Linked DNA regions of Gossypium hirsutum: region 2 is linked to region 1. Evidence: chromatin contacts called from public Hi-C data. All regions are on one chromosome and are shown on one strand. The core of a region is the stretch at or near the end of the contact, and the rest is flanking DNA. Distances in the headings are between cores, read along the strand shown. Region 1 holds the start of LOC107952364 (transmembrane ascorbate ferrireductase 1). Region 2 holds the start of LOC107922941 (pre-mRNA cleavage factor Im 25 kDa subunit 2).

The links. A called contact is a pair of places that touch in the nucleus more often than the background predicts.
Region 2: a Hi-C map of leaf shows a contact between it and region 1, with 4 times the contacts expected there. The contact joins the promoter of LOC107922941 here to the promoter of LOC107952364 in region 1. A contact is called at or near these places in 2 of 34 Hi-C or Micro-C datasets (both in leaf).

Annotation. Positions count from the first base shown.
Region 1 is chrA08:63,592,690-63,595,432 of Gossypium_hirsutum_v2.1, reverse strand. It overlaps LOC107952364 (transmembrane ascorbate ferrireductase 1), which reads right to left and starts at 1,300. Exons shown (of 4, transcript XM_016887626.2): 1 at 927-1,300. The coding sequence starts at 1,070.
Region 2 is chrA08:63,850,819-63,853,518 of Gossypium_hirsutum_v2.1, reverse strand. LOC107922941 (pre-mRNA cleavage factor Im 25 kDa subunit 2) reads left to right here and starts at 1,266. Exons shown (of 7, transcript XM_041074466.1): 1 at 1,266-1,559; 2 at 2,135-2,171; 3 at 2,626-2,700. The coding sequence starts at 1,279.

The sequences.
Region 1 (2,743 bases), core at 51-2,550:
AAGAGACATTATTAATCCAGACAAAAAGAATGAGATAAAACTTTGGAATGCAGTAATTATGATTTAAAACCACAATTATTCCATTAATATACAATTTGTTTTTCTTTCTTGGACACTACAAATGAGAGTGATTGCTTCGATCAGTCAAGAAAATGGATAACTAGTTGTGACAACGAAATTTGGGGTTCAATTAGTTAGTTAAATCCAAAGAAAGTTAATGGACACCATCTCCAACATATAGTAAGAAATATGTATATTGTTAGGTACAAGTATGCTTCCTATGTTTCATATTTGAATATTTTATTGATCACCGATATCAGAAACAAATACTCTATAAAATAATTCAGTTAGCATGAATAGGTTCAAGTCCCTCATTCTCCTTCCTCCTAGAAACCTTAACCATGTTAGACAAGTTTTTGATACGGAAAATGGCAGAAGGAACAGGGGATAAAAATACTAACAAGGATGGGAGAAAACAATGTAGATGCTTGACCATATAATATATTATAATGAAGGGTAAGTAGGTAGGTTACTATATTCCATGGTACATGGCTAACCACCGCCACCATATGAAGGTTGACCAGCCACCATCAAATTCTAATAATTAAGGGGCACCCAAACCCAAAACTATAGCAAGGGGGAAAAAAGGGATAATCGAACATGAAATTGTAATAAAATTCAAGGAATCAAACAACAGCGGAACCCCCAAAAGAAGTCTTCTTCATCATTAGTTTAGTGCCTGAGTTTAAGATTATACGAATAATTTGGTGATGGAAGATTTTAACACCATCCAATTTCAACCAAAAGGAACTGTTATGTGATAATAATCGGAGGGGAGAAACAGAAACCAAACAAAGTTGCAGTTGAAGCCATGAAAAGGAAACAAGATTTTGAGGAATCCCAAGAGCAGAAAGGAAAACACTTACATTAAAGATGAGATTTTTGTTAGAAGATTCCCAAGCTAATCCACCCCTGAAGTGAATGCACCAAACCAATACCATAACAGCGCCGGCAATCGCGAGGGCATGAGGCACAAAGGACAAGTGCAAGGCCTTAACTCCTATCGCCATGTTCGCTCTATTCTTTCCAGCAAAATACTGCAGAGCAGAAGAAGTAAAGACTTCCTTATCATAATTGGCTCCTACCTAGTTGTTCCGAGATTTTTGAACCGTTGGATGGAGATCTTTGTTGCATCCTGATTTATGCGACGTGGATATCAAGATGTTTGAATTCTACATTTTTGTTACAGTTTAGTCTCTCTCCCAGCGGATGCCGTCGCGCCACGTGCTTCATTTCAGTCTCCATAGGATACCAACCTACTTTTGTCCTTTTTTAATATGGTACAAATAAGGGATTATCCATTTGAAAAAAAACAAAAAATTATCCAAACCCCCAACATCTATCCCACTTATTATTATTAATTAAATTTGTATTTTCTATTTAAAAATTTTATTTTAAACTATTAATATATACCATTACGAGGAATTCCTATATTTTCATGCCTTTATATAAAAATTAATAATAATAATAATAATAAAACAACTTTAAACTGTAAACTTAAAATATAAAATATCTTAGACTTTTCATCGAATTAAAATATTAGAATATTTTTTACTCACTTTGTGTTCTATATTTCTATATATACTATTATTTAAGTGTATAATTAAATTAATGTCACAAATTAACTGATATTAATTTAATTAAAAAAATTACAATATAGATTGTATTCACTAATATGAAAACTTTTTTTGACGTGCTACAAAAGAAAATAATAATAAATAATTTGATTTGCATTCTTTTATTATTAATCTAATACATTTATCTATTTAATTTCTTTTTACTTTAAATTTAGTTCATATTGAGAAGCAAACAAACAAACAAAAGGAGTAGTCCCATTGAGAGGTGAAGTCATGCATGATATCACCAAAATGAAACAAATTGCAATACCAAACCAATCAGAGAAGTTTAAATGGCAATAACAGATTTAGGTCACTGGAGGATTTTTGTCAACCTTTCTCAGTTACAATATTACTGGATAAAGCCCATTTCTTCCACTTCCTTCAAATATGATCTCACATTCCTAACCCTTTTCTTTGTTTAAAAAACCATTTTCCAAATATCAAATTTGTTTATTGAATTTTCTTGCCCCGAGAAAAAGGAGGATTAAAATAAATAAACCAATATCTGTTCCCCACTCAGAAGCTGTAGAGAGTTCCCAAAAGCTAGAAAATGCTTCCATGCTGAAATAAGCTCTAGACGGCACTTACCACAACAATAAAGGCAAATTTTAAAATTTTATGTATTTTTACTTATTCTAGAAAGTTTTTTTTTTAACAACTATTGCTATGATTTTCTTTAGGATAGGTTTAAAGTCTCATATCTTAAAAAGTAATTTCCTTTTTTTTTTTTACTTTGAAGAAGAAATAAAGTGGATATATTTATTTGGTAAATATAATTTTTATAATTCTATAAAATTTTTATATATTTCTTGAATTTTAGATTGTTTATAGATTTAATAATTTTTATCTTGTTTATATTTTATATTAATTTACTTTTAATTATTAGGTTATAATGAGGCACAATATTAAAGTCTCATGTCATCACACTTAATACCATGACTTATCCCGTGAAAAATTATAAAGTATAAAAAATATAGGGGCTAAATTAATCGAAGTTGTAAAGATTGAGGCCAAATTTGTGATTTTACCTAATTTTTAAATAGAGATAACAATGAAAAGTTAAC
Region 2 (2,700 bases), core at 17-2,516, 260 kb before region 1:
TATTGAACATTATAATATTTTATATTAATATTTTTAAACAATTTTCAAAGTAAAAATAAAAATAATATATTTCAAAGAAAATTATTATAAGAATATCATGCATGATTCAAGTTAATTTTTATACAAAATTAAAATTACATGTAAAAGGGCTCTTTTTTAGAAAATGGCTTATACTTTTCAAAAAGATAAATCAATTTACAAGAAAAAAGGGCTTATTTTTGTTGACTTATAATCATTTACTATTAACCAAGTTATTTTCTATGAAACAAATATAAAAATATATATAAAATATTTCCCGTAAATCATTTCCCATTAAACAAACACCTCCTTAATGTTTGTTTCGTGTATGTGTATCTATGACCTTTTTCAAATTGGAGAGAAAAATGTTGAGAAAGGAAAATGTGGAGTTAAAAATATGAGTGCTCGTCTAGGAAAATGAGAATGGTATCTTTTGAAATCGATTTATCCTAAGAATATATATATATATAAGAAATACAGTGGAAACCAAAAAATGCTATAAAATGTATGAAATAGCTCAAGTCTAAACCATTTTGCTTGTCATCTTTCTAATGGGGTGACATGGATCAAGCACACAAGAACCAGACAACTCAACTATTCAAACACTTTCTAATATTTTGAATTGCGCGTAATTCATCATCTCATTTTTAGCATTATCTCATCAATTCAATTCATTACTTTATATGAAAGTCCTTAGTGCTAGAAGCAATGTTGGAGAAATGGTAGTAGCAAGTGTCTCAACTTTTAGAAGAAGACGTCGCGACATTTGCCATTGACTTCTAATGCTCAAATGTGTGCCAAGGAGATACAGTGTTGCAAAATAGTGGAGTAAGTCACAATGATGAACCAATATTGTCGCGATTTGCGGTTTACTTAAAAGGTCAATGGAGGAAAGGGTGGACAAAAAAGATTTCTTTAATATTTTTAGGGTTTTGTATCAATTTTCTTTTTAGATTCTATTGTAAATACTTAGTTTAATTAGATTTCTAGTAGCTTTGTGTTGTATTTTCTTATATACCAATCACAATTGGACTTAGAGAGCAAGTGTAGGAAGATTGTACCTTGGGCAAAACTTCAATTTGAGATCACCATTATTAACCATTTTTAAACTCAAATCTTTTAATTTCCTGCGCTTAGTTGATGATGTTGATACGATGGACCTATTTGTAATGGTTGTATTAGAAAGGATTAAGAAGGAGCGGAAATAGCAGATAATGAGTAATGTGACATATCGACAAATGCAATGAGCCTAATAAACATATGCCCATTTTACAACAATGGTTAGGCCCTTTCCTGATTATTATCAATGGGCTTAACTCCTTAATAAGACAATATTCATTGACCTTTCCCACCCTTCTCTCTCCGTACCCACAATCGATTTTGCCGCCGGGGAAACAAACGTTTCGACTCGGAGAGGGAGAGATGGTAATGTCACCGGTGGTTAACACGTACCCTTTGTCCAGCTACACCTTTGGTACCAAAGAGCCGAAGATGGAGAAGGACACGTCCGTCGCCGATCGCCTTGCTCGCATGAAAGTCAAGTAATTCATTTTTTCACTTTCTTCATTTTATTCTTTGTATAATTTCATATTTTTTCAGGATTTTTAAAAACCCTAGATAAACCCCAATTTCCCTTTTGGCTCCTGAGAATGCTGACTTGAAGTTGGCTTTTCATGTGCTTAGGGTTCCTTTGTACTATTCTGTTTCAGAAATATGGAAAAGAAAATGAGGAAAAAAGGGCTAATTTTGAATTGCTTTGTGTTGGACTGTTCGAATTAGTTGAGTCGGTGGTCTTCGAAACCCTAGCTGCTTCTCGTTTCTTAGATCATGTTGGGATCTGGGGGCAATATGTAGTTCAAAACCTATTTACTGGTAGAAACCTTATAACATTTGAACTGAGATTTTGATTTTGTTTCTCGTATTTTAGACGATGTAAAAGTATTGACTTGGTTTTTGGGTAAGCAAAAGCAAGAAAACCCTTTTTCAAAAAAGAAAACAGGTGCCAATTACTTGAAGAATTTATCGTGGATGTCATTAGATTACTTACAGATTGGCATGTTGAAACTTTCCTTTATGAGCTTAAGTTAGTAATCGATTTTTTTTATTGGAGTTGCAGTTACATGAAAGAGGGCATGAGAACTAGCGTTGAATTTATTGGTATGTAACTGTACCTCTGTTTAGCCATTACATCATAATAACCAACAAGATTTAACCTTATAATGTTTATGCTTCTCTCTCTTTTGCAAATATGAGTGGTAATGGTTTTCACTCCTACTTTTCTATACACAGTAGTTAGCCCGTACATGTGTTTACATATGGCCATGATAGTCAACCTGGAAGAAATTTACAACTATGTCTTATGTGTATAAAGAGGAATTACATCCTAATACATGAAAGGCCCCTTTTTTATGGAATTTATATGTATATTTTAATTATCATTGTCTATGATAATATCTAAAGGAATTAGCATTCTCTTTGGCATTATGAGTTTATCTTGTACTTCTGCTGAACTTACTACTTACCATAATTTTTGTGTGGTTTACAAAAAGTTGGCTTCTAATTATGACCATTTTAATGTTTTTTTTTCCCTTCGATTGCTTATACTACCTTCTCATGCAGGTCCAAGAACATAATCATCCTCACATTCTTCTTCTGCAAATTGGGAACACATTCTGCAAACTT